2 separate regions of the Columba livia genome follow, and region 2 is linked to region 1. A link is a contact called in public Hi-C data. All regions are on one chromosome and are shown on one strand. The core of a region is the stretch at or near the end of the contact, and the rest is flanking DNA. Distances in the headings are between cores, read along the strand shown.

Region 1 (7,039 bases), core at 4,323-6,822:
CTATAAAAAATAGATTTCCCAAGAATTTCCAGAATTCTATATCATTCAGAAGATCATATTTTTCACTGAAACTGGCGCCAAAGTAGTAACTGACTTAGTTGTATTTGACTTTTTTTTTTTCTTCTTTTTAATTTGATACAGTTATTTTGCCATGGAAGAGACTCTAAACAGACCAGCAACAGAACTACTTTTACAAAGACCTACAATTGAACACATGTGATCTACAATGAAGTTGCACCTAAAAATTATGAAGAATAACTAAAGTAGAGAGGCCAGCTAAAATGACTCACTGTGTTCTGTACAGCATTAGTGATAGCTGACAACATGCCACGAGATCCAGATGACGGAGAAGAAGGAATATTCTCAGAACACCTTTGGTCCAGAGAATCTTCTGCTTCTACCAAAAGAAAAAAGCAAGCTACAGCATACTTCCAATGCTACAAGCCACAAATTACAGTAAACTGGATTTTGTGATCAAAATCTTAAATTTCGTAAATGGAACTAATTTGGCAGTGTCAGTTTTGTCCAATTTCCATGACCCTGAACTTACGTATAACTGGTGCTTCAGCTGTAGGAGACTCTGCTGTTTCCAAAGATGCTGAACTTGTGTGATGAATTCCCAGAGTAGTTCCTGCTTTTTCCTTTACTGCTGTTATCCCATGACCTGCAGCAGAAGCGTATTTTAGATTATATGATTTGAAAACTTATTACTAACAGTGCATAGTATTCTTATACTCCACAAATTATGACAATCAGAATAACTATTAAACTTATCTCAGTTGCTTATTTTTTTTCTAGGTTAATATTTCACTTGTTTTACTATATCCAGCATATTAACTGACTAGAAATGATAAAGCTGAGATACAATACAAATGACACTAGATCTGAAAGGTAAACCTCATTTCAGTGGCACACCTAAGTTTAGTTCCTTGCTTTTCAAAACACTAAATATTGTACCACAATCAGTTTAAACAGAAATTGATGGTCCTCCTAATGTCGTGAGGTCTGGCCCCATCTAGTTTTCAGAAGTCTAGAACAATTAACCCCCAATTAATGGACGTGGGTGACTGCAGGGCTGAGATAAGGAATCTGCCCTTCAGTCTGCTGCATAGGTGCTATGTTAGGTAAGCATCTGAGGAATACTGGCCCAGGTCCTCAAAGTTATTTCAGGATTTAAGCTCCTCAGCTGCTCATTTGAAGTCAAATTCTGAAGTGTCTCTCCTCAAAGCTGCTATTTAAATAGACTTTGTAAAGTCTGTTGGTGTCAGATGACACAGATCAAATCATTGCTCCAGTGGCAGCTGAACTCCCACAGAGATTTTACCACCTTTACCTGATGCATACATTGTGAAACCCTAACTCTCTGTTCTATTAAAATGGTCTAGTTTAATGTAAAGAATATATGTTATTAGTGTTTTTATCTGAATAATTTTGACAGAGCAGGATTGCTTTGCTGCTTTTCTACACAGAGTTTATTTACATTAGTAGATCACATGGACTGGCAATATCTGGCTTTAGGGCAGAGTGGGACTGCCTAGTAGTCAGCAAAAGGAGGCAGTAGCTTCCTAATGTGCACCTGCCATTGTTGAAAAACATTGCCTTTAAAAAAGCTTGCTGTCGAATTATCTCCCTATTCTGCTTCTGCATATAACCGCAAGTGTGTTCATGATGTGCTTCTCTAATTACAAATGATCCACCTAGCACATCTTCCTGAGCTGGAAGTTTCCACACATCAGCTCAGACGCAATAAGTAAACAAGCAACCAGGCAAGCAATATTTCTTCCCAACACAAAATGAAATGGCTTCAGCGACCCTATTTGATTTTTTCTTGCACAGTACACTGCTACTGCACTTCAAGTAAAGCTGATCGCTTCTGGTAGCAGGACAATACAGTGTGTTAACTATCTGCCTAACTACTTATGAGCAATATTAACAACAACTTCATACTTCTTTGCTTTGTTACCTTAAACCCAACTGTGAATAAACAAATGATTTCAGAAAGGGTGTCAATACAGATGGTCAGGCAGATACCTAGACATCTGAGGCATGAAGTCAAGCATAACAATTCATTAAATGTCCATATTTTCCCACAATGTGTGCACTTTCTATTGGAAAATTTCAAAGCACCTTCTCTGAGTTACAGTAACTACAGAAAAATAGCCTATCATTTGTCAGTGCTCTGCAGCGTTCTGAATAAACAGATACATATATATGTACATACGTATACCTGTGTGTGTGTGTAGTCATACAAACATGCTTTTGAACATCTGATTAAAGAAAGATGCAGCAAAACTATTTGAAATGGAGTAGGAAGAAGGAAAGCTTAGGTTTATGATCCTATGATTTCCAGATGGGTTGCACATCAGCTGCCCTATGAATTCAATAACAAATATACTCTAGAAAACATACATGAAGCAGCACTACTAAAAGATCACATACAAGAAAACTACAGTATCTGGAGGTAAAGAACAGATGTCTCCTAAGGAAAAGATGAGCAGAAACAAGTAATTTTCTATGTTATAGCTGCATGGGATCCTGCTGTTTTACACTGAAACAGAGAGACTAAGTAGGTAAATGCTTTTACCCGTCTAAAGAAAATATGACCTTTGTCCATTTAATCTCATGTCTTACAAAATGCAGCAGTACATCCAACTGTACAGGACACACTAGGTCATGCACTACAGTGATTTAAGTAATTGCTGGATAACTTCTTGCCTTTTGGAAAATCTGTTCCAATGCAGATACTAGAGACTGGGCTACTACTGTGTCTAATCCCAGTATCCCGGTTCAAGGAAAACGTTAGCATGAACAGATTCTGCAGTCATTTATTTACGCTCCAAATTCCTGGGACTCCCTTAAATAACTATGAATTTTGCTTTTAAACTAATGTAATATATATTCCAGGTAACATTTCTTTCCATTTTTCCTGATCACAAATTTTTAAATAAGCAAGAGAGTTCTATTCTTTCTACTAACTTACTTTGGACTTGACTTGCTAACAAAATACCATTGTTCTGTAATGATATAGAAAATGAACTATGAACATTAAGCAAAAAAATTCTTCTAAATATGTGTGAAAGTTATGAATCTTCAGATTAATTTCCCAGTTTTTTTCTGTACCTAAACAGGTTTTGTTTGGTTGGTTGGGTTTTTTTTTTTAATTATATTCTGTAATCCAGTTCTCATGGTTTTGCAGACAAATTTATACTCGTGGTTACACGCACCAGAATGATAAGAAAACATTTCATGTCTGTTAAGAGTGGTTTTGCTGAACTAAGTTGTATGGCATGTATGTTTGACTATAATAACAAACCCAGATGGGACCAGATGACCACAACTGAAGTCAGTCAGCACTGTTAGATACACATACAGGCACTAACATGGCAGAAGGGCACGTTGCTTTGGAGATGAAAATTACCTGTTATTTCAAAAGGCACAGAAATAAAAGAGGTTGTGGGAGATGAGCCTACATTTTAGAGAATAAGATGCAATGGTTTTGTTACATTGGGTGCTGTAACACTACTGAGCTGATACTGTAAACTTAGAACACCTCCAACAGCTCCATTTACTCCTCTGTAACAGCAGGGACGGAAGAGCTATGCAACGGGTGTTGCTAACTGTGTGCTTTTTGAAGAAAAGCACTTTTTCCTGTGTTGTTGCTTTTGTTTGTCTTGCCTATCTTATTTCTTTTCTTCCTCTTGGCTGGCAATTTCAGCAGAACATTGTTCATCTTGGTAGGTGGAATCTTTCTCTTATAAAGGAAGGTTTTGCAAGGAGTGTCTAAAAACGTGGCCTGCGTCTGAGTTTGCCTGATCTGCCCCCGGCTGGATTACAGCGTTCGCAACCACCTTAGTCTGATACACCCCATTTGACTTTACGCTCTTCTGTCTTCCACCTTCCAGCTTGGCAGCCTTGGGTTCCCTCAGAGCCAAAAGAGGCCAACAGACACCTTTGGAGGGCAGCTCAGCATGTCTGAAATCTAAACCATTCTCTGTAGGAATAGTGCTCCCTTCTCAATCCAGGACTCCCTGCTTCAGGGGTTTTGGATGGGGAGGAAGAGGCTGGGATTCTGTCTCTGGCCACTGCATAGTCTTTGTAACCTGTGCTGCAACATAGGGGCATTTCCGAAGAAAAATCAATCAAATTTAGTCTAGTAAGATGAATGAAGTTTCATCTGGTTCAAGGTAAGGATGAAGACTGAGGCCTTAAATTAGCATCTGGCACTGACTGAGAAACTGAGGAGCCTGAAGACAGCTGGCAGGGGGAATCACTCCAATATATGAAGTACAGATATGTGGAAAAAACAGCTGTGCTCTTGTTTTCTACACTAAAAAAGTGGGAACCCATTGCACTCCCTTTGAGGCCACCCTATTGGGGCTCCACTTCAGTGCCTTACAAAAATTGTCTTCCCTGTAGTTAAAACAAAAGCACAGGCTAGATTCTGATAATACAGCATAATACATTCTGGATATGCTATCCAGTCAGTAAATCAGGAATCACTCCAATTAAGCTAATAGATGAGACAAGTTTCAAATCTCCTTATCGCAATGGTAAAAGGTTTTAATAATAGCAATAGGCATAAAGGCTGTTACAAGCGATCAGTGGTTCTCAACCTCTTCTAAATCATAAACCCATGTTAAAAGATATAAAGAAAGTGAAGAGGACTGCCATCCCCAAAAGCATGTCCACAGTTCCTCTCATCTGTTACTTGCATTTAGTATTCTTAAACAGGAAGAACTGTGAAAAAGGGGTTTGTTGCTACAGCAGCTGCAAGTGTTATTTACAAAACAGTTGAGTGACCACCATGTGATTTCAGGCCCCAAAACAGTTTTCCCTTAATCAGCTGAATTTACGCACTGAAAAATAAAGTATTCTGAAGAGATTAACTGTCGTTTTTATGACCACATACAGAACAGCCATAACCCCCAGCCTTTGTTGTTTTGTTTTTTATTTTGTTTTATATCATTCTTTATTTCACATCAGGGGAATAGTATCTATACAGAATGGAAAAGATATTCACATAATTTCAATACTTTAGTTTCACATTATCTGAAGCATTTGCGTTTCTGTTCCATGCAGACTTCAATTTAAGCTATGCAATGCTGACTATTACATATACCCATGCGTAATAATATCCAAACTCATGAGCACAGTGACGTCACAAGTGACATTTAATTCTGTCATACTGAGCTACAAGAAAAGGTTTTCAGCAGACCAGGGAGAACTGGATATTTCCATGTACCACTCTACCAGATGAAGAATATACACAAGCACAAAATAATCAAGATAGCAGAATATTAATCACAAGCAATGCATGAGAGAGATGCATGAAGCAGCCTTACAATATGAATTTCTGAGACTATGTACATTAAACAGCTGGTTCTATTTTTAATGATTTTTATTGTGTAAGCACACATGCATGCAGCATGACAGAGAGCAGACTTTGCTTGGAAATGCAGCTTGTTGAGCACCATAACTTAAGCACCTTATGAATGCCATAATTCAACCACACAAAACAATACAGCATATGAAATGCAAGGCTTGTAAGAGAAGGTAATAACTTTCTTTAGGCTAGAAGATAGATTAGTTGAACAAAAACCCAAACAGGCAAGCTTTCAAGCATACAAGCTGTTTTTAAAAACGGAAGTCACAAGCTTCAAGTACAGATTGAATGTATTTTGCCTCGCTTATGCCCTGGGGATAAAAGGTTTGTGGTGACTGCTAAGCGGACCTAATGGCTTCTTGGTGCTGGTGTGGGAGGTTCTTCTCTTTCCATATTCCATATTTGTCCCTTCTGCTTGCCCTGGCACTTACTTCAATGAATGGTTCCAGGAACTGAAGAGGCAGAAAATGGATTTTTCTTTCCTCTAGAGTTATTCTTACATCAGTTTAGCTTCCTGAACCAGATTACTGGGAGCTCAGAGGAGCATGAGTACTGGAACAGGAAGGGGGAAGAAACATACAAGGAAAAGAGAGTAGCAGGACCACACATTTCAGTGGCTGCTGGCCATTAGACTGGCTTAGCTGCAGTAGCAATCCACTATTTTAGAGCAGAGTTTTATCAACATCGGCACTAAAATACTGGATGGTGTCACTGCTGATTTACTAAAAAAAATACAATTTAAAAGAAAAGGAAATTGTGGCAATAAGTATAACAAGTGGTGTCTGCAAATCACAGTGAGCCTACTTCTCCCATCTCATCATCCCAGTAGCTGCTTCAGTGGATCTACTCCAGTGTGGTTCCACGATGGGGGAAACTAAACTTCCCGTACCTTTTGAAAACAAAACTCTTTACCTCATTAACGAGGCTGGTTCAATAACTTTCTTAGTGTGACATCTAGTGTCAGACACTAAGCATGCTTCAGGCAGTGACTGCTGCTAATCCGAAGGCATTAAAGAATCTGTTGTGCAGAGGAGTTTCACATCTGTCCTGTGGTGGGGACCCCAATCTAAATAATGTCAAAATCAGTTCAAAGACAACAGACATTTTCTTTATAATACAAAACCATCACCGAAACAACCACAGGCTACACGTGCAGAGTTAATTAAAGACAGATAAGATATAAATGATATGGAAACTATGCTAATCTGTTTTGGAGCTCTAAAGCAGGGTTTTAAGGATAATGAACCCAAGATCCCTGGAACAACCATTTCAGCTCAGTCTTAAAGTAATGTAAGAAGTGAATTTTTTATAGTAAGAATGATCCCCAGGGACATGGCAGAGTCCCCATCACAGGAGGTTTTCAAGATGTGACTGGATGAAGCGCTAGATAATCTCATCTAGGTGCCCTTTCCCACAAAAGCCTGGAATAGATGATCTTTCTATGTCACTTCCAGCCTAGACTGTTCTATGATACTACTATTTAAAAGCTGAATGTTAGGCCTTTAAGATGTTATCTAGTTCACTTCAGACCATTTCTGCTACTTCTACACAGTAAAATTTTGAAGAAAAATATAAGGAATAGTGAATATTTGTCATACTTAACCAGACATGCAGCTGTGTTGTACAAAGGTAACGACAGAGCAACAGAAAAATCAC
Region 2 (7,287 bases), core at 3,890-6,389, 120 kb before region 1:
AGAACTTTGTTTAACCAATCTGAAGCAAAACCAACACTAAAAGTACTTCCTAAACACCTCACAGAGTCATGTGACAGCTGTCCTGTGCTGCTACTGGGGAAGTGAACCTACAATTGCACTCACAGGATCCTCTTGTAACACATACAAATCAGGATCACAGATGAGAGAAGCATGTTCAGGCAGGACCACAACAGAAATGCAGAGACTCTAACATCATAAATCACACTGCATAACACAGAAGCTCAGATGTTCAGAAATGCCCTCATCCTGCATGAAGTTTCCCAAAAGCTCTTTGTCCTTGAAAACAGTGAGACTGAAACAGAATAAACTCCCATGGGTCCCAGCTTTCTCAGGAACCAGAAGAATCAAAATATACCTTAAAATCAAATGTGGCTTATAAATACTACCTGTCTTATAGTATCCCCTTCCTGATTGCTTATAGTAATCATTTTGTCTTCGCCACCTAGAGCCAGAAGGTTTTCAGTACTCCAACAACCACATGTAATCCGCTTAGTGTGCTTACCTGAAAAAGAAAGAAACTTATACAACACAAATGAACACAACCACAAAAAAATATGGGATGTATATGTATATATATTTTTAGCTTTCTCTGGTAAGTACAACAAAACAGAAGGTCCAAGCTGAGTATGACCACATTTTTAACTTCTATATTAATATAAAGAACTAAAAAGGGATCTAAGTATATTAGCAAAATTTCACTTTCAGATGGGCAAGCTTAGTTTCAAAATAATGCATACCAAGAACAGGAATCTTGCGAGAAGTCTGACGGTTATATATAAGTAAGTTTCCCTTTGTTGTTCCAACAGCAAGTAAAGTTCCAACTCGAGACCATAATAAGAAAGACATAGCATCCCTAAAATAAAGAAAAATGTTACTTTGTGTAGTAGATATGGGTTCATTTCCGCTCTCTTCCCTATAGACAGAATGTTTATGTAGAGTGCAACAGTGTAGTGGAATAGATTCAAACCGAGCTTATTTGTTAATCCAACGCCTGACTATTATGTAGGGCTCAGGAGAGTTTTAAGTCTGTGGCCAAATTCAGAAAGGTAGGGATTTGCACCTAGGCCTTAGATATCTCCTCCCATCCTAAGACACTCTGCTTTGCGAAGAGCATTTTAGTGCCCTTAAAAATCTAAAATAAAATAATCCTAGCACCACTAAAATCACTTCTCCTATGTTTAAGCTCCCTTTGACTTGTGTGAAATACTCTGGAAAAAACATGGTTTATGCAGATACCCAAAAAGTTCACCCATCCTTGTTGCTACCACAAAGTGGAAACATTGAAGAGAAGCTCTCTGGGGATTTTGGTACTGTTGACAATTAAAAAGGAAAGAACACTTCTATTAACTCCCAACCCTCCACCCACAACAAAACACTTCAAAACCAGAAAATCATACAAAAATAATTTAACGATAAATTGTAACATATCAGTTATAACAATATATGTGCTACAAGGACTCAAATAAAAAGATGATTTTTGCAATATATCCTCTACATCAGCAAGCCTTTAAAAAAAGCTTTTTAAGAAAGTAAAAAAGAAATTCCAAAGATGAGAAGTCCTTGTGGAAAGAAATGGGACAGATGTTTGCCAGCTGTTCATATTCAACTTAGTTGTCTACAAGTCTCCCTGTACACTTAATAGACAAACAGTAAAGTTTCTTTCAGAGGGTGACTCAGGTACACCAGCTACAAGTTCATCTTTCTTCACTACAGTGGAAGCCTCAAGTTTGATTTCAATGTCAGAAGACCCAAATGATTTTACATCACGTGAATGGGCCTGTGGTTCACATGTTAGTACCTGTTCCAATTTCTGGAATAACAGATTAAGTAAGAGGCTTCTCAAGCAGCTGGAAGACTATTGGCTTGTACAAGTTAAATACAACATAGGCTCTACACACAGAGAGAAATCAAAGATTACAATGCATTAATATGATGTCCTGATGGCAATTTAACTAAGTTAAAAAACATACTGCATCATTCTACCTTGCATCAGGTCCTAAGTTGATTTAAGAGATAGCATAAAGAGCAGTAGCTCACAGTGGTCCACATTTTCAAATACATACTTTAAAAAAAATCTTTCTTACCTCATGCCACTGTCTACTTGGCTTGTTTTGTTTGTGTTTGCATCCCACAGAAAAATTGTACTAGATTTGTCTGTGATTATTGCTAAAGTATCTCCATCCTTATCCCAGTCCATAGCAACACAGTTACTGAAGAAAAAAAACATAGATTTTCATTAACAATGTTAAAATGGGAAAACCTTCATATAAGCATGCTTGTTTCTGTTTAAAATGTGTATCACAAAAATTGAATTTTATCCTAATAGTAATAATTAGAGATAATTTATTCTTCAATCACAGTAAAAGGCTGGAAATAACAATTCAAAAGAACTACCTAACCTAAGTAAGAAGACTCACTGGTGGGCATCGAAAAGTGAGTACTGTTCAAACTACGATAAGCAGATGCTAATTATTTCAACAAGCTTTTAGGACATGTGGTTACTACACAAGTTTTTTTCTCTTCTTTGCCTCGCCATGGGAATACAATGTTGTTTTAAAACTGGCTTAGATATTATATGTTTCCCCGCAGGAAAGGGTCACATCTGTCCATCAACAAGGTAATGCTTTCCATGTCCATCAATAAGGCAGACTCCCCTTCACACCACTCTCACCAATCCCCATAAGAGTAGGGGATCCCCAGTCCAACATAAGCTCTTCTCAGAGTTCACCACTGTGTTTGCACCTAGGGAGGTTTCCTCCTGACCATATCTAGCCTGTTCCTCTGGAATGATTGCCTTTCAGGAGCTAGACCGCACATGTGAAAGTCCACCACTTACTAAATTTCACCTGAAAGGAATCCCGTTCATACACTCTGACACCACTGTCTGAGGTGAACAAAAGTGTGATAAGCACAAAAAAGAGTAAGATTCACTTCAGAAGTACACTCTCCATCTAAAGTAAAAATGCCAATGTATACATTATGCCAGTGACACAAGCAGAGGCACTAAACTAAAAAGGTCTTTCCTCAGTAAGGCTACGATTACAAATTACTAGAAAACTAACTATAGCAAGAACACAGTTGCGATCAGCGTGACACAAACATATTGTATGCAACCTTGTTAGGTTTTTTCTTAATTTAATAGATCTTTTTCTAACATTTTAATGAAGCAGATTGAATTTAGAATTAATAAGGAGTGCTTTGGGTAGGAGAATACATTTTTCTGACTATCCTCAATAGCTTATTATGAGTTCAGCTTTTACTGTCTCAGATTCCATACATGCCCATCAGTTGGTCTTCTTTTCCAGGTATGTTCACCAGAGGCAGTACCTCTTCCTAAAAAGTTCTCACATTATATAAGCACCTCACCAGAAAAGCGGCATTTAAAACAAAAACAACAAAGAAAATAATTTAAAGCCATCTGAGTACCTACCCTGGTAAGCTGATTTCATTTCTCTTCTGACCATGACGATCAAAAATTTTCACAGTATGATCACCCCTAAAAAAGATTAGTATATAGAATAATTCCCTTTCTTCATCAGTGATTTCTATGGACAAATGCAACAAATATTTGTAATCTTACCCTGTTACAGCAAGGAAATTTCCCAAAGTTTTCTGCCAAGCAAACTGCACAGGGGAACCAGACCAAGCTTTTTCTAATAGACTGAATACTTGCTGGGAGACAAAAAAAAAAGTGAGAAATTATGCATCTTAAAATCATGAGCCTATAATAATAAAAAACTTCCCAACGTGCTAGCAACTGTGAGTACTGTGGAGGGGGAAAAAAAATTTACAACCCTCAAACATAACTTCTGGGTGATTCTAATGCACCAAAGCACCAAAATTCCACAGAAAATTATTTTGATTTGTGCTGGACAAAAAAGAAGTTTCTGGTGCTAGGTGTCTGCATTGAAACTATTGTGACTCTACTGAAAGTATTATTTTTCTCTTACAGAATTACTGGAATTAAAAAATTGCATAGGGTACTCTCCCCTTCATGTCCAAAGTCCAGAATATTTAGTTCTCTAAATTTCATGGAAAAGCCTGGGACCAGAAAGCATTCTTGGTGTGTACAACACAGAAGGTTCAACATCTACATTTTTAAATGTATGTAACTATTTTGTCCTCTCTGAATTGTTGGGTCTTAAAAGCTAAGACCTCAAAGCTGCTCAGCCATAAGAAGAGATTCTGACTTCTGACTCAGAGAGCTTCTGAACTTCTTTTTTCTTGCACACTACCTGCAGGTTTTTCTAGAATTTGAGTGCAAGACAAAGCCCACAGCTTGGTTTCCCAGCTTGCCACCACAGCTTTTTCCCTCCCACTTCATCAGGTGAACACCAACACCTGGTTGCCCACCAAACGCTTACCCAAAGGTCCCTCATCCCTTCTGTTGGGTCGAATGTAAACTGAGGCGTTCTTTGCATTTTACTCACAAGAAGTATAAAAATATGAGAACCACGTAACACAAGCACAAAGAGCACCTGACAACCAGGCTGTTTTTGAAAAAAATTTAATTAAATTTGTAATAAACCAACGACGAAGAAAATCGTTTGGGCAGTGCAGGCAAGCTCCAGCGCACTGTACAGTAACGATCAACTAACCCCCCCGCAGTGGTTTGAGCAGGAAACTACCCTTCGGGCCCACTCGCTCAGCCGCTGCCCGAGGGGTCTCTCGCCCCCCGGTGCTGCCGGGGCCGGTACCGAGGCACCGCCACAGGGCCGCGGCAGAACACCGTCCCACGGTAACAGCTCCGGGCGGCGCAGGCAACTGCCGCGGACAGACCCGGCCTGGCCGGGGCTCCCGGGAGCGGCTCTCGCTCCCCTCAGGCGGATCCCGCCCGCTCGAGGCCGGCACGCACAGGCACTTGCCGACGCGCCCCGCTCCCCTCCCCAGGCCGCAGCGGGGCCCGCTCGACGCCCAGGCCCCGATCGTGCAGCGGCGAGCGGGAACTACAGCCGCGACCGCTGGCCCTGGGCGCCACCGTGGGCTGGGGCTCCTGGGCGGCCCCCTCCTCCCGCCCGCGCGTACGGCGGCCGAAGAGACTCACCTTCATCGCGCCCACCGCCCGCTGCGCGGCGCCCTCTGCGCATGCGCCTCTCCCCCGACCCGGCTGATCCGCGAGCCCGACCACGCCCGCCCAGGGCGTCGCTGTCACCCCGGAGACGGAGGAAGGCCGGCGCCATCACGGCTGCGGGGCGGGGCCACAGGCCGCATCCAATGGGGAGGCGCGCCGGAAGGGGCGGGGGCGGGCCTGTCGTGTGGGGACACGAGCCGGAGGGCTGAGCGAGGCCGCGGCTGCAATAGGTTAAAGTGCTGACAGGGAAATGGAGGTTTTCTAAAACCACAAGTCCAACACGAGGAGCAGCTAAAGTCACATTTCTTAATGAGACCTGTCAAGTCGCGGATACGGGTACACAAAAGAGAGAAAAAAGGCGCTGACCCGATAACTGCGTTCAAGTTCTGTTGCATTCTGTATTTGGTTGCAAACACTGCAGGTTTCACTGCTTAGTAATTTATTTTAAAACAATAAATAGTTCACCGAGAGCATTAACACATTTAAAATTACAAATGTACAAAGACTTTGGGTATCAGATGCTTCAAACGTTGGTAAAACATTCAGTGAGCTCACATCTTCCCATTTTCCATCACAAACGCACACAATCACCTACTGTTCTGAAAACAAAAGGAGCAAGGCACAGAAAAGCAAATACAAAAAGACTTTCCAGACCTTTCAAAGCAATTCGGTGTAACAGCATAGGGCTCGAGAAAGGCAAATTATAAACTCTCTGAAAAAATGATATAACTGTTAAATAAGGTAACTAATTGACACAAACCTGTGAGGCACACGTAACTCTCCTCTAAGATGCTGAACGTGCTCATATGTTGGCAGTTCAGCATCTTGGAGGATTTGGCTCTTTACATTTTGAAGCAACTTTACTGGACAGACAGACAATTGTTTCATTTTATCTTATAAAATCATACTTTTCAAATTAGTGCAAAGCCTCATGTAAAATGTAATTAGTCTAGATGTAATGGAATGCTTCAAAAATTCCAAAGTGCAAACATTAAACTTAAATTGCTTAACTTCTAATCAGACTTTAGAATTCTTCCAATAATTCATGCTTACAGATTTCCCCTTAAACATAGCAAAGTAAATATAAGAACAAAGTAGAGAAAAAGGTATGATGTTCTGCATCTCACATAGAAAACTCTGACAATCCAAAAAGTACACTGGATGTCAAAAATCTCTGGCAGAAATTATTAAATAGCAGATTTCTGTTAGCATAATAAGACAATATTTAAAATAAGCCTTTGGTTAAATAAAAAGTTTGCTAAACTAGGAATGATGATAAAAGTGCAAAAGATTCACCAAATACACATCTTCATTTCCAAGGCTGGCATCACACCTGCCATTTACAATGGTTTGCATTGGTTTTTTTCAGCCTGCATTGTAATAGCTCAGATACTTATGGCAAAACAAGTTTATTATAGGCAAATTAAATGTATGGGGTCTAATCCTGTAACTTCTTTCACCCAGAGACAGACTCAATTATATCAGTGGAAGTATATCCATATAGCACATCACTGCGTGTTTGGGGATCAAGACCCTGAATCTGTAGCATTTGTTTATTACAACAAATTCACAAATGAGTTAACTCATTTCTTAGCACTTCCTAAACAGAAGAACAGAAGTCTTCTGCTGGCAACTGGCCGGTTGCTGCTGATTTTCTTACAAATAGAATTCTTGTAACATATGGGTAACAAAGATGATTTTTTTAAAAAAGTGCTTCGTATTGGTCCGTAAGAACATGTACATGTTAGCTTGAGACCAAACACTCGCTGTGGTTGACATCCCACACCTTGTTACTTATTGGTGCACCGGTAGTTTGCTTGAGGAAAAAAGAAATAGTCTATGGAGAATGTCATCTTCATAGAGAAAATAATTTACAGTTTTACAGTCACAACACATGCTCCAGCTCTTCCTAAGCACAATGGTGCAACCTGTAAGAAAGAAAAAAAATGTAGTCAGCTTTAAGTATTTTTATTTTTTTTCCTAAAACTGACATGTAGTTAATGCTTATAATAATGGTTTGACAGCTGCAACAGTGGCAACATCACCCACACTGTTAATGTGACATAAAAATATTGCAAATTGGTCCAAAACTTGGATAAAAAGCCACAGAAAAGGTGAAAGTATTTGATATGATAGAGTGAAGCACTTTAGAAGCAATAGCAAACCGCAAGAATATGAAACAATACTTATTGATA

What was found. A called contact is a pair of places that touch in the nucleus more often than the background predicts.
Region 2: a Hi-C map of crop shows a contact between it and region 1, with 2.8 times the contacts expected there. The contact joins the promoter of WDR19 here to the enhancer-like site in region 1. A contact is called at or near these places in 2 of 2 Hi-C or Micro-C datasets (crop and liver).

What each region holds. Positions count from the first base shown.
Region 1 is chr4:24,383,939-24,390,977 of bColLiv1.pat.W.v2, reverse strand. It overlaps FAM114A1 (family with sequence similarity 114 member A1), which reads right to left. Exons shown (of 14, transcript XM_065062630.1): 4 at 551-664; 5 at 291-397. It overlaps TMEM156 (transmembrane protein 156), which reads left to right. Exons shown (of 7, transcript XR_010472526.1): 7 at 142-557. Among named protein-coding and RNA genes, the nearest start is that of FAM114A1, 11 kb to the right of the region's middle. Within about 2 kb of position 5,572, at least 1 of the 3 cell types and tissues checked has an H3K27ac peak away from gene starts, as active enhancers do.
Region 2 is chr4:24,499,750-24,507,036 of bColLiv1.pat.W.v2, reverse strand. WDR19 (WD repeat domain 19) reads right to left here and starts at 5,139. Exons shown (of 37, transcript XM_065062613.1): 1 at 5,066-5,139; 2 at 3,602-3,693; 3 at 3,452-3,517; 4 at 2,106-2,231; 5 at 759-874; 6 at 408-523. The coding sequence starts at 5,071. It overlaps KLHL5 (kelch like family member 5), which reads right to left. Exons shown (of 13, transcript XM_065062627.1): 13 at 5,467-7,020. The coding sequence ends at 6,964.